Regions from separate parts of the Rattus norvegicus genome. Here region 1 is linked to region 2. Evidence: chromatin contacts called from public HiChIP or PLAC-seq data. All regions are on one chromosome and are shown on one strand. Each heading gives the region's core, a stretch centred on a gene start, on an enhancer-like site or on the middle of the called end of the contact. The rest is flanking DNA. Distances are from core to core; before and after follow the strand shown.

Evidence for each region. HiChIP or PLAC-seq counts read pairs in DNA pulled down with a chosen protein or histone mark.
Region 1: an H3K27ac HiChIP or PLAC-seq map of oligodendrocytes shows a contact between it and region 2, with 6 times the contacts expected there. The contact joins the promoter of Grpel2 here to the promoter of Csnk1a1 in region 2. A contact is called at or near these places in 4 of 12 Hi-C or Micro-C datasets (Schwann cells, hepatocytes, liver and 1 more) and 1 of 1 datasets of contacts at active chromatin or transcription factors (oligodendrocytes).

What each region holds. Positions count from the first base shown.
Region 1 is chr18:57,445,263-57,452,769 of GRCr8, forward strand. It overlaps Grpel2 (GrpE-like 2, mitochondrial), which reads right to left and starts at 5,146. Exons shown (of 4, transcript NM_001109513.1): 1 at 5,050-5,146. The coding sequence starts at 5,123. LOC134482948 (a long non-coding RNA gene) reads right to left here and starts at 1,682. Exons shown (of 2, transcript XR_010059713.1): 1 at 1,606-1,682.
Region 2 is chr18:57,284,674-57,292,175 of GRCr8, forward strand. Csnk1a1 (casein kinase 1, alpha 1) reads left to right here and starts at 2,739. Exons shown (of 10, transcript NM_053615.2): 1 at 2,739-3,354; 2 at 3,897-4,003. The coding sequence starts at 3,232.

The DNA.
Region 1 (7,507 bases), core at 3,896-6,395, 160 kb after region 2:
CAGATCCTTCTCCTGCTACGATATCCTTCCACAGCGCCTTAGGGTTTACTCCTCTGTCCTTTGGTGACCAGCACCATTCTACACAGTGAGGTTGTCTACTATACAATTAAACCTTTTAATGTAAATAAGGCCTTGTTAGGTAACTGGGCAGGCATAGAGCTTTACTCCTTTTAGTTTTTTTGTAGTTTGAGACATCTATGGGATCTTTCAAAATAGCCTGTCCCTAGGGGTTATAAGGAATGCATGTGTTGTGAGCTAGTTTATGTTGGGCACAAAAGTTTTTAATGTAGAAGATGTGTGAGTAGGAATATTTTCTACCTAAAGATGCTGTGGATAGCTCGAAATGGCAAATGCTGTGAAGCAGTGAGCAGTGTGGTGTGCTCTGCAGCCTCTGTGAAGAGAGGCATAAGCAATCTGAGGACAGGTATCATTAAACATGCACAAACTGTAGTTCCCAGAGAAGACATGTGAGTAACAACCATCTGCCAGGGAGCATTGTGATGTAACCCCTGGGGTCAACACCTCATGTGTGACAGGTTGAAAGGAACCCAGTGGGTTCCTGCTTAACTACTTGCCTAGACAGTTCTGGGGAGATGGCAAATTTATGGCATAAAGAGGCGTCATTTTGATGGTACAGAGCATGATTATAAAGAGCTTGCATTAAACAGACTACGCAGCAGCAGGGAAGCAGAGAGGGATCCTGAAGGCGCTGGCTCATACACTACGTTCAGCCAATGGCAGAGGGAGACCTCAGTGTCACCAAATAGGATCAACATAGTAAGAGTTCTGGGTCCTACATAAAAGATGGCATAACTCTTGATCTAGGCTTGTAGCCACTTCCAAGGCTTGCATTATTCTGACAACATAGGAGTTGTCACTGTAACCATTGATGGGAAAAGAAGCAGAGTCTCTTAATTAAACAAGGTACAGCTGTAGTCGATGGCAGTCCTGCTGTAGGGATCCACTGCCCGCCTGTGTGACTTCATGGCTCTTAAACCCTGCAACAGCCTCCATTTACCCTATTTCTTTTTTCTTTTTCTTATAACAAAGAGGGGGTGTTCCAGGGGCTTCTGGGCCATTCTGCTTGGCCTGTAATTGTTTTCCACCAACACAGTAGCTCCAGTGAATACCCCACCTGATGCTGCAAAATGGCCAACTATCTACAGACCAGCTTCTCTGATAGTCGGTGGACTAGGAGAATAATTTCCAGTGGGGTGTGCCTTGCAGTATTGATGAGGGCTGTTAGTGGAAAGAGTCTGTCAAGGAACACCTGGCTCCTGGTCATACATCGATGGGGCTGCAATGTTTTCACTCTCTTGGTTTCTCAAAATCTCTAAGTACTGAAATGTAACTAACTGCCTGTCTCTAGAATCTATGTGTCCTATATTTCTTATACACAATACTTAGAAGTGCACACCCAGGGTTGGGGATTTAGCTCAGTGGTAGAGCGCTTGCCTAGCAAGCGCAAGGCCCTGGGTTCGGTCCCCAGCTCCGAAAAAAAGAAAAGAAAAAAAAGAAGTGCACACCCATTCACCCTTTGTTCCTTTAGCTTTATGCCTTTCTCATTTTTCCTTATCTTTTTCTACCTTATTGCCCCCTTTTTACCTGCATAAGCACACTTTCTTGTGGAAGTGGTCCCTCGTCTGACCAATAAGAGTTTCCCAGAGCCACTGTCCACACTGTCCACGTCCCTGGTTGGGCGCCAATTGCTACATCCAAATGGCTCCAGGGACAGATGACTGGGGTGGTGAGAGCTCTAAGAAAAGAGACAGAAAGCTGGGATCAGCTAGTCAGGTCTCCTGGCTGGAGAAACCTCAGCACTCGGGAAGCTTTGATTATATACAGTTTAGTATACAGATTGAACAGAGAGGCAGAGTTATTGCATAAGGCTGAACAAGGAGGTGAGGTTACTACACACGGATAAACAAGGAGGCAGGAGGCAGAGCTTATGCAGCTGGATCAAGGGGGCAGGTTTAGTTAATCTGAGTAGAAATAATCTCTGTAAGGAAGCAGTCTTCAGGCAACATCCAGGGCGTGGGGGTGGGGAAGCTATGGTAGACCTTTTCTGCACAACCACTGTTAACTGTTGGGGTGCACTAGGTGAAGGTGTATCTCTGTATATTCAATTGTGAAATTCTGTACTAGCAGAGTATGGCCCATCCTCGGGTTTTCTAGTCTGTAAACATTCACCTTCCTTACTTGCTGACTGGCTTTAATAAAGACCTGTGGCTAGACAGGAAGTGGAGGACGGAATTTCCATGCAGAGAAAGGGTCTCTGGGAGAAGCCAGTGGACATGAAGGAACAGGACGAATTATAGCAGAGCAAAGATACAGACTGGCCACAGATGAGGCCAGGATTAGTCATTCCGGTTAAGAAGATGAGCTATCTGGGAGCTGACCCAAGCAAAGACTCCATGATATTATTTATATAATTGGTGGGTCTGCGAAAGCCCCATTGTAGTTAACACTAGCACTTCCCCTCAGGAAGGTCTTGCCATTCCTCAATAGGTCTCAGACTCTGGAGTTTTGGGGATGGCTGGTCCCTGTCGACACAGGCAAGATCCAGGACTTTCCCCAGTCCCCACAATAAACCCTACTTTAGTGATGAAAAACTCAAGATGAGAGGCTCGAGGCTTAATCACTTGTTATGGACCACAAAGTTAGGCTGGGCACAGCAGCATGGGACTACCTGTAGTCTCAGGTACTGGAAGGCTGATATAGGTGGATCCTTCTGGTAGCACAGTAAAAAGCCTGTCTTAAAAGAACACCACCACTACCCTCCCCCCAACCCAAAACAAAAGAAACACACAGAGCTGGTGTTGTTTAGCCAGGATATTTATCACACAAACTCACACAAAGTAACATGGTTCTGGTTTACTGAGTAAAAGGAACTCAGTTAGGCTTAGCTAAGACTTCGTGACCACACACTATAAGGCTCTCAGGGAGGAAAGAGGACCTATACTGTGATAGAGAAATTCTGACTGGAACAGCCTATGGGGTTGCTAAAATAGAATCTTGTTTTAGTCATTTGGGTTTTGTTCAACTACCTATGCAATCTAAAATATGGCACAGCTAATCAAATGGCTAGGGTCCCAACAATGGGGACATAAATTCAGGAACTGCTTCAGGAATCCTTTCAGGGAACTTTCACACAGGCTTTTAAAGACAGGACATGGGGTTGGGGATTTGGCTCAGTGGTAGAGCACTTGCCTAGCAAGCGCAAGGCCCTGGGTTCGGTCCCCAGCTCCGAAAAAAAAGAAAAGGGAAAAAAAAAAAAAAAAAGACACAGGACATTCCCACAAACCAATTTGCCTTGCTAAGGACATTTGATAGCACAGGCTCAAATTCACAAGCACAAAACATAATCAATCGCCCCTTAAAAAGAATCACATGACTTGTGAAGAAGCATGATGACATTTACATCCTCACAAAAGAATTAGATCTTTCTCATTCTCACCACCTAAAAGAGAAAGAAAACACCTCTCCCTATAATTACCCTATCAACTAGCCAGGGAAAAGGTAAACTTTCTGCTCTCAACTTCCTCGACAGCAGACCTTGCAGATAAAACCACCTGACCTTGGCTTCTATGGGCATAGGGAAGTGAGCCCTTGCACCTGGTGTTACTAAAATAGTTCAGTTTACATAGAAATGTAGACAAAAACCTAGTTCAGAGCAGATCTTGGGAGTGCGCCTGTCCTGACCTCTAATTTAAGGAAGTTTTCATCATCACCCCTTCAGGGTCCTGGCCATTATTTCAAGTTAAAAAAACAACCAGGTTAATCAATCTGTGGGTCCAAGACCTCTTTAAAGCAAGCAGTTCATTGCTTATAGGAACAGGGAGATAATGGATAGTGGTCACTGAGAAAAATCTAAACAAAAATTTAAGGGGACGGGAGTAAAAGTTTGCTTTAAAGAGAGCATTCTAGGCAGAGTGCAGAGCTAGTTTGGAGACACACGTGAGAGAACTTTCATCTCCCAGACATTTCAGGCTGGTTCTCAAATTTTATTATGGTTTGACATCCAGTTCTACATGGTTCCAATTATTTGGTTCAGAAAAATATGTCTGAAGCAAATTACACATGGTCAGAGACTTTCCCTCCTAGAAAATTACATTTACCCTGGGTAAACAGATAGGAGGTCAAAATAGGGCCAGTTTAGAGAAAAAGGTCAGTGTTCAGAATAGTTACTCCTGGAAAGGAAACTAATGTTTGATTATTTCCTTACTCACGCAACAAACTGCCAAAAGATTGAAAATAAACCACCCTGCCCTAAGCATCTCATAGCTCTGGTATGGCGGGTGTTAGGTCAGGTGCACTACGATTAAAAAGAAAAGTGACAAATGGATGCAAATTTCCTGGATTTCCCCGCAGCTAATTTACAAGTCGGAGTTCTCTAACTCACAGACAGTCTTTTTATTCATTCTCAGGAATGAGCTAACACAAAACACCTGTTCGTGAATCACAACTGGTTTCTTGACAGGGTTACTTCCTTAAGATTTAAGTCTGGAGGAGTTAGCAAAATTCCCAAAATTCCAGTTTCCTCAACTATTAAACACGAAATAATAAAAGAACCAACCACAGTTCTAAAGTCCACTGACGGCAACTGTAAATTAAAGTATCCCCAAGACTGATGGGCTGGCCATTAGGAAAACCCAGGTCTACTGCTTTCTTTTTACACTCAGGTAAAGAACGCCCCTGAGAAGGTGGAGAGATTGCTTGCCCTAAGACCACATGGAGTCCGGCTAAGAACCCTAATACATTCATCACTGCAAGAAACAGGTGAGCAGGGGCTAGGAAAGAATTCATCTCCGATTCAGTCAGGCACAGGGTTCTACCTCCCAGGAATGGCCTCGGAGCCACTTATCTTTCTTGACCGGGAAAAGCGCGCCTATGGGCCTCAGCCTCCCTTGCAAGGGACGCGGCGGGGACGCCGGGTCATGGGACCTGAGGCTGGTCCTCGCCGGCGCCCGGTTAGCCCTCAACTTCCTTCCCATGGTTGCCCACGGCGCGCTCACGCCACTGCCGGCCCGGTCCCGCCGCCCCTCTTACCTGCTCTCTGACACAGCCCCGGAGGCCAGTAGGCGCTGCAGACGCTGCACCGCCCACAGCGAACGCGCCGCCATGTTCCAGATTAGAGCGCCGACAATGCGCGTGCGCGCTCGAGCCAAGTGGAGAGTCGCGCTCTGAAAAACCACGCCCCCAGTAGGCGGGGACTTCCGGTTTCCTGTGCGCTACCCTGCTTTTCCGGTCAGGTCGCTACCCTCCTACCTCGTAGTTCATCTAGTCATAGTCATGTGGATGCTTGTGCCAAGAGGCTCGTAGTAGGTGCGAGGTTCACTGTGAGCTAAGTGGATCCTCACCTCATCCTCGAGAAGCGAACACACAATGAGTGTAAAATGCTTAAACGAGGCGGGGGACACGGCGTTGCGAAAGTTTAGTAGATTCAGAGCCGATGAGATGACTCCCCAGGCAAAGGCGCTGGCCAGCAAGTCTCAACAACGTGAGCTCGATCCTGGGACCCACTTGGATGGAACCGACTTCCTCAACATGCCCTCTGACTTCACCATGACCTCAGTCATGTATGCGCCATGCACATAAAAAAACTGCAAAGGAAAGACTAGAGTACAGGTCGAAAACTGGTAGATGAAAAGTGGTTCAGGGAGTGACATCCGTTGTAAAGAAAGAGCCAGTGAAGAGGGAGAGTTGGAAGGGAAAAATACAATATGGCGAAGACGTTAAGACTGGGAAATTGGTGCAACCTGCATCTTCCCCAGTCACGCTCCCATAGTTTTTCTTTCCAGACTTGTTTTCCAACCTAACTGTGTGCTAATGGTGTATATTGTTTCCTCTTAAAATCTAAGCGCGTTCAGGGCAAAACTATATTGTCCAATTATGAGTACAGTGACTTGACAACAGATACAGTTACTCAGGCCTGTAATCCCACCCACTTAGTTTTAAGGCAAGAGGGTCACAAGAGCCCAGACTGAGTAACAGCGAGGTGGTGTCAAATTACTGGAGAGCTGGAGACGTAACTCAGAAAGGCTTGCCTAGGACATTCCAGGCTTTTCCTCAGAATTGGAAAGCTACTTTGCTGTTCAGAGAAAATCGAAGGGTGTAAAAAGAGGTAGGGGAGATACACTGCTGGAAGAGCCTAGGCAGGAGAGGATGGAATGCTTTGTTCTGGTTCTTGGCAGAGGGCCTTCTTATTATGCAGTCCTGAACTCTCTTCAGTGCTGGGATTGCAGTGCTGGCCAGCTCATTCCTACCACTGTGGTGGAGTTTCAGAGAAACCTGACAACCCCATGCAAGTCGCTATCCTTACGTCATATTTTTCCTTGCTTCTTTTTTTGCAATCTAGAATTTTGTGGTAGGTCTTGATCACTGATATTTTTTTCCTTGCCCAATAAATACTTGTTAAATGAATGAATGAAGTTGGGTGATGTCAGTGAAGATATAGGTCAATTTTATTTTTTTTAATACATGTGTATAGGTATGTATATGCCTACACCAAGGAATGCATATAGTCATGGGATCATTTGCAGTAGTCAGTTTTGTCTTTAAAACTATTTGGGTTCTGGGGATTGAATTCAGGTCATCAGGCTTGGTGGCAAGCACCTTTTCCCTGCTGAGCCATTTCCCCAGTCCAAGATGTAGATACATTTTAGTGTTTTGCTTGGTGTGGTGTTGCATGACTTTAATCTCAGCACTAGATCTCTGTCAGTTTGAAGCCAGCCAGGTCTACACATTAAATTTTAGGCCAGCCACAGCTGCTTCCCCCACACCCCACTCTCGACAGGGTTTCCCTGTATAGTCCTGGCTGTCCTGAAACTCAATTTATATATACTAGGCTGTCCTCAAACTTGGAGATCTTCCTACCTCTCTCTGCTTCCCAAGTGCTGGGATTAATGTGACCTTTCTTTTAGAAAAAAATTAGGGGATTTAGATGAAAGGATGTCTGAGTGTGAAAATGGACCAGTGTTTAATTTTTTAAGGAGTGGGATGTGCTCCTTAAGCACCCTGAATCCTCACCAAAATAAACTTAACTTTTACCATAGCAACTTGGTCTGACTTTGTCCTCTGCCTGTTGCAGTTCCACGAAGTCAGTCTTCTGTATCTTTGATCTCGGCTAAGGTCCAGCTCAGATGTGACAGCCAACACATATTATTGTCCTCATGTGCTCTATACTAGTGCACTTAGCATGGTGGTCACAAACTCTCCCAGATAAGAAACTTGAGGCCCTGACCGATTTGTGACCCTGTGTAAGGTTCCCCAGTAAGGATGAGTGGCCCTAAGAATGTAACACTTCAGACTTGGGAAGGCTGAACCTTGAGTTCCCTTCAGACCTGTGGCACACTTTGTGGAAAACCACAAAGGCACACTAGTAATGGAGTACGGGAGCTGGCGTTTGCTTTAGTGGCTGTGCTCATAGTTCTTTTAGCCACACAGCTTAGACTGAGTACTTACATACATGTGTCTATTCATGTATATGTAATACACATGTGTGCAT
Region 2 (7,502 bases), core at 1,489-3,988:
TAGCGATCCACATTAACAAAATCCTCTGAACAATGCACTAAGGGAGAGAGAGAGAGGAAGAAATGAAGGAAGAAAGATAAAATTGCTGTCAAATATAGAGAAACAGGCTGAGTAGGTGACTCTGACCCAAAAGTACATTTCCGGTCTCCTCCAGTTTTTCAAGCCCTCCATCGACTCCTGCTTCTGATACTTGAGTATCCTCAGGGGTGTTTGATAGTCAGCACCTGGGGCAGCGCTTGATGTACTTGTTCTAACGGTGTTGCTATTTTTTCTACTGATTTGTAGGTTTGCGATCCAAGCGATGGACAAGCCAGCTTGCGTTTTCTGAATCCACCTCAACTTCTTGTGTTTGTTCTTATTTTACCCCAAACACACTCTGATTACCAACCAGAGAGCTTTTCTTGAGGAGCACAGGCTTCAAAGCAATTGTAGCCACTCAAAAATCTAGATTTGTCAATAAATACAGATGTAATTGCCGGGACACGATTGTTCAAACTTGTGTTCAACTCTTTTCAAAAGTTCTCCCTTGCTTAAGTTGAGATTCCAGTCCCGCCTTTGTCATTAAGGTCTCCGGGACCTTGGGCTCCACAGTTTGAGGGCACAAATGGTGTGTGTGAAAGCACTCTGCAAGTTGTATTTGAAATGTAGTACTTATCAAACTCGATCTCTAAATTTCTCCAGGGCCTACAATTTTTAGTCATTTTTAAAGTAATTTTAGAAGGTCCAAAAGTGAGGTTTTTGGGGGTTGGGTTTCTAACAATTCCTTTTTTTTTACAAGTTAGATATATAAGTTGACTTTTAAAAGTTTCCAAATAAAGATTTAAAATGAAAATCATTGACCCTCAGCACCAGTTTTTAAGGTTGTTTTTACTTGGGGTTGGGGATTTAGCTCAATGGTAGAGCGCTTGCCTAGCAAGCACAAGGCCCTGGGTTCGGTCCTCAGTTCCGAGAGAAAAAAAAAAAAAAGGTTGTTTTTTACTTAATGTGTATATGTGTTTTGACTGCATGCATACCTGTGCACCATGTGGGTAAGCTGCTTCAGAGACCAGAGGGCATCTGATCCTCTGGAACCGACATTACAAACACTTGTGAATCACCATATAGATGCTAGGTTCTGCTAAGAGAACTGCAAGAGCTCCGGTCCTCTGGCAGCCCCCCAACCTCCGAAAATGTATTTTAATGACACAAATGTAAGAAGATAAGAATCTCAATAAAATACATGAAATTAGATTGGTTGCAGAAGAACCAAGCACTGTTCCTCTATAATTCTGTGGAACACTTTGCTAGACTTGCACCTATCTAAATGCACACCTTTGAAAATCACCCAGTTTAGTTCTCTAGTGCTCTCACTACTGCACCAACACAGCATTTTTCATCCTCCATCAAGATGTGGTGTGTGTGTGTGTGTGTGTGTGTGTGTGTGTCACGTATGCTTTGCCAACCCTAGTTCACTTATCCTTCAGAACTACTTGTTAAGCCCTAGACAGTCTCTACTTCTAACTACTGTACCAGTGTTCAAAGTTGTATTTAAGACTTTTTTTTTTCATTTTTCCTAGGTCTGGAGTGATGGCTCAGTGGTTTAGAGAACTTAACTACTCTTACAGAAGACCTGGAGACCAGTTGTTACCTGCATCAGGTACCTCTCAAGCACCGGTGATTCCAGTTCATGCAGTCCAGTTCCCTCTTGCATCCATGTATGTGATGCACAAAAACTCATACACACACACACACACACACACACACACACAAATAAAAATACACCATTTTTTCCATTTTAATGTTTATTTTAGCATTGACTTAAAAAAGTTTTACAGGCTATACTCATGTTTCATAGTGCCCGAGGGAGCTTTTGTAAACCTTAATTTTCAGTAAAATTTTGTACTTGAAAATAAAGACAAGTCCCGTTTTATCAGTTTTTAATAAAAAATTACCTTGTTTTAAACGATGTCGGTTTTATTTTGTAATATTCATTTGTACCTTTTGCACTAATAATGTACTTCTCGACATGATCCAAGACGAAACTGCTTCTTTGAAGGATAAGTATAGCAAATTTTATTATGCGCAAATTTATTGTCAAGTTTTTCTGTTCATAACGCTAGTGATAATGAAGTTTCTATTAGAATTGCTCCTTTCAGATCAAGTGTATTCAAAGGAATACGAACAGACACAGGGTGAGACTAATACCAGGTTCTTCATGTTCCCTTAAAAAATGGGGGAAGGGGAATTAGCGACATTTCACGGAGCCCTGAACCCTTAATTACTAATAATCAGTAGGAATCTGCCACTTCCTAAACCCAGCTCGCCCGGCGCAGCTTTTCTCATCAGAGGCCACAACCTATTTCGACACACTGTGCAGGAAAAGGACGGCTCCAGAGTGACCTGAAAAAGGATCAAAGGCTATAAACCGCTTCAAACGCGGAAAAAAGATCACTCAACTCCCAAGGAGACCAGAAGCTTTCATTGGCCACATTTGAAAAGAAGGTGACTCCCTAACGCGCTCGCCTGACGCATAGCAAGACACTGCCCTCGGGGTCCAAAGTGATTAACAGGTAGCAAGAGTAGAGCCCCGGACGGCCGGAAGTGGAAGTGAGCCCGGGCGGGGAAGAGCACAGGCTACACCAGACCTGCGCAGCCCGCAGGCATCTCAGTGCGCAGGCGCACCTGGGCGTGGCTGGGTGACGCTAGGAGCGTGGGTTGCGACTCTCGCGGATCCGGTTCCGCCCTCCCTCTCTCAGCCCACCCTACCGAAAGAGCGCCCGAGATCCCTTTCCCAGAGTGCTCCGCGCCGTGAAGAAGCGGCTCCCGGGGACTGGGGGCATTTTGTGTTGGCTGGAGCTGGAGTAACAAGATGGCGGCATCGGCGGAGTGACGGGTTCCCTCCGGGCCGGAGCCGGCGGCAGTGGTGGCAGCGGTACTGCCGCCCTAATTCACCGCGCCCCTTCCCCAGCCCGCGACGTCGCCGCGAACAAGAAACAGCGGCGGCCGCCCAAATAGCAAGTGGCCGAGCTTCAGCAGCCGCGACCACCCTTAACTAACTGCGGCCAGGCCCTCAGCGAGCGGCGGCGATCCGGCTTCTCTCAGCCGCCTTTGCGCCCTGAAACGCCAACAAAGCCTTGGTTTTAGGTTGCCTGCCGCGCTCCTCAGATCTGCCGGGTGGAACAGCCCCGGAGGCTTCCATCCTCTTCCAGAGGTGTCGGGGCTTGGCCCCCGCCTCCATCTTCGCGTCTCAGGATGGCGAGCAGCAGCGGCTCCAAGGCCGAATTTATCGTCGGTGGGAAATACAAACTGGTGCGGAAGATCGGATCTGGTTCCTTCGGGGACATTTATCTAGCGATCAACATCACCAATGGCGAGGTAATCACCCGGTTCTGGGGGAACGTTAACGCTGGGCTTTTTTTCACCCCCAACCCCCCTAAGTACTCCAAACCTTCCCACTGCACGCACGCACGCACGCACTAGGGAGTCCAGAGCGAGCCAGTTTTCCTGGCTTAGCAGCCTCCCCCACTATTTCCCTAAAAAGGAAAAACCCGATAGAAAGGGAGGGTAAGCTCTGAGGTTTCCCACCTTGTTCAAAGTATTTCATTTTAACCGTTATTTAAGAGGAGAAGGGCGAAGTCGTGTATGATCGCCATGGTTTTCTTTGTATTTCTCAAATTTAATCTGGGGTTCTTGTTCCAGTTAGAACAGTTTCCTTTTAAAAGTCTCGCCTTACGTTCCAAGGTTGCCTGTTTTCTGGATGACTCCTTTTGTTTCACTCACTTTAGATTTAGAGGACATGCCCGTCTCTTCACGTCCTCATAGTGGCAACTGGAAGCAAGCATTGCTAACATTTCTCGTTTCCCAAGTGAGTTTGAATCCGTAGGGATTTTGATACCATCGTCCCCTTTCCTCTGCAGGAAGTGGCAGTGAAACTAGAATCCCAGAAGGCCAGGCATCCCCAGTTGCTGTACGAGAGCAAACTGTATAAGATTCTTCAAGGTGGGGTTGGCATCCCTCACATACGGTAAGAACCTTGAGCACGTAGTCGATCGCTGGGAATTGCGAAATGGTGAAAGGGGTTGAGGCTGGTAATTGGACGCGATGAATCGGTCTTGGTACTGCGTCCTCCAGATTCCATAGTTAACCGTAATCGTTGAGTAATTTTTAGTTCTCCAACTTAGTTGAAATTTTGTTGTACTGCTGCATTCAGCTTCTGTCATTTTTCCGCTTCCTGAGGCTTTCGTTTGCAGTTAACTGTGCGGGTCGTCTTTGGTCCCTACGCGGAAGGGTTGGCTTTTTGTTATTTTTAAGGAGGTACCTTTGGTGTTCACACGTTTGTCCCCTGAAGTGTGTCCCCTGAAGGTGTGGATGTGCGTGAGTTTGGTCTACTGGGGTTGCTATCGGAGCTGGTTTGGGAAATGGCTGCTCTTTTGTTGTGTTTTTGTTCCAACATGTCTTCCTCCGCTTAGAAAATGGCGGAGCGACGTGACTCAACCCCCATATTCCTGCCTTTTTCTTAGCTTGGAACCACAAAATAAGCTTCCTTTAGCAGCCTTAACCCTGAAAAGCCGAGAATTGAGTTTCATAAGGCCATGAGAATCTGGGAAGGAAATGACATGACAGTATGTGATCTCTGCAGCAGATGCAACATAAACTTGGGACATTTTTACTCGTGTAAAATTCTTACTATCCCTGTCCAATGCACTCATTGCTTTCTGCTTCTGTGAATGGCAATGTTTGATATGTTTCAGTTCCTACAAACTTTATGTGTAATTGCAAAGGCAGCTTTGAACAGCACCAACTGTTGAAATCTGCTGGTCAGCTGAATAAAAGAAAGCTTCGCTTGATAACAGTTTGATAAATAGTTTCAACCTGTTGAGTTATTTTGTTGGTAACATTTAAAGAGAATTAGAAGGGGCTCAATGGTAAATAGAAATAATCAGGATAAAAACTGCTCTTTGAAATATTTTAATGTTATTGGGATAATTTTAAATTTTGATTTGAAATTAACCTTTTTTAAGATTAGTTTTAAATCTCAACTGTTTCGTAACAGTACTCAAAGATAACATTTGCAGATAGAAAAATAGTTGAAAATTAAATGGACATAACGTATTCTCTCTTCTGTCCCTCCCTCTCCTCTAACTAGAATGGGCTATATAGACCACACACCCTGGTCCTGGAACTCAACAGAGATCAGCCTGCCTCTGCTTCCTTAGTGCTGGGAGTAAAGAATTGCACCACGCCTAGCCTTTTTTTTTTTTAAATAGAAACATTTTAATAAAGATGTTGGGAGATAAATAACCACCAGTCATTTGTAAATGAGCTCTTTGAAAAAAAAATCCAGATTTATGTGGCAAAAGATTGCAGTGAAATTGGAGGTCTAAGTTTGAGTTTCTGACCACTTTTTGTCCCTAATATACATGGGGGGAAATAAAGCCCTTGGCCTCCACTGATTTGCTCTTATTACCATTGTTTTCCCTGGGATTTCTTAGAAGTACTATCAGCCTGTATCAGGTCATTTGTGTTTGATTCTTTTTGTATGTTGCCTTCTGTTGGGAGAGTTGTAAATTTCAAAAAAAAAAAAAAAGGGCATAGTATTTTCAATGCTAAACAAATGCTAATGTGTTGTTTAGTCTAGTAGCTTATTTAAGGACCTTGCAGATACAGATCATTAAGGGCAGTGGGTAGTATTCTAAATGAGCAGATGAATAAATTAACTTGGCAGCAGACTAGTAGGTGCTTACTATAAAGTGAGTGCAGAGAGAGTTAAGGCCTTAGTAAGCTTTCTGTGGGTGTGGCTAAATAGATTAACCTGGCTTTTAAATTAAGGCTTCCTGGGAAAGGAATGAGATTTCAGGAAGAAAGCTTGGTGGACTGGTTGGGGAGGGCATCCAAGAATAGATGGCTTCTGGGAGTGGTTCCTAAAGCAGAATGTGGTAATTAGGTAGGGGTGGGGAAAGTGTACAGGGATACTTAGTAATGGGAGCAGTTGGTACATAGAAACAGATTCAGTGTGTTAGGTTTTGTTTTTAATCATCTTTGAGACAAGGGTCTGATTGTAGTTTCTGGCTGGCCTCAAACTCAGATTGTTTTATCTTTCTAATGCTGGTCACCCTGGCTGGCCAGTTCATTGGTTTTAAAGGGAAGTAGCATTTTCCCATTCTTTTTGTATATTGTTCAGTATTTCTATGTCACTTATGCATAATAGGTAGGTAGGTAGATAGACAAACACACACACACATATAATATTGGTACTTACCAAGTTGGTGCTAAATAGAGCAATATGGGGCTGGAGAGATGGCTCAGTGGTTAAGAGCACTGACTGCTCTTCCAGAGGTCCTGAGTTCAAATCCCAGCAACCACATGGTGGCTCACAACCATCTGTTTGGGATCTGATGCCCTCTTCTGGTGTGTCTGAAGACAGCAACAGTGTACTTATATATATATAAGATATATATATATATAAATAATATATATATATCTTTAAAAAAATAAAGCAATATGTTTTATCCATTAGTTGATATTTTATAATTTAAAATTTAAATTTTCACCTCATTGTACCCATCCCCCTTTCATACTTAGGTTTGTGTACACAAATATAATCTGTTTATAAGATTGACTTTAAGATTATCTGGTATATCCTAAAAGAAACTCAGTTCTGGCCTACAAAGGTGGTGGCCTCCCTCTTCCTCTGTACTTTGAGGGACTTACAGCCACTTAGAAGTCTAACCTCAAGAGTGAAATATGACATTCAGTTGTTGGTACAAGAAACTAATTCCTTTGGCTTGTGGAACATCTGGAAGCCCATCTAGAATTGCCGTCTCCTTTATATTCCTGTTCTGTGTGCTGTTCTCAAGTCAGTTCACTTCCTCTAAGGGAAAAGGTTTAAATAAACAGGAAGAGTTCTTACCTGAGTGGAAACAGTTAGGGATTGGATATTTGAGCTCTATATCTGCTCAAGGCTCTTGAAGCTAGGGTTATCTAGAGTTGGTCTCTTATCCTCTTTAAGGCTCATCAGCTTCCTCATGTATACAGTTAAAAAGTTACTAATTTATTACTGTCTTTAGTTTTGTTGAGGGTGGGGAATGTTGAGGAGACTCGGCAGTGAAGAGCATTTAGGTCTGAATTGAGTTCCCAGCTCCTGCTGCTCTCCCCTGTCACCCAGGCATCTGCGCTCACTCACACGACACACAGTCACATAGTTACACGACTTCTTACTCCCGAGGAAAAAATGTTTGGGAAATGTATTTTTCTGGGAAAAGAACTCCTTCCCAGTTTTTTTTATAGTCAAAAGTTTTGGTGTGAATAAAGATTTCCTATTTAAAGTGTTTTGATTGCTTAATTGCAGACCTCTCAGTTCGTGAGTTTGTAAGACCTGCTTCCAGGTGGTCATTAGAAGCATTCTCTTTGTCAGAGTGTGGTGCTATGTCAAAGTCATACCATTAAATGTGTTTTTATGAAACTACCTCCAAGACTTACCATCTGCTTCTGGCAACTTTTAGGTTAACTATTTAGGAAGACAT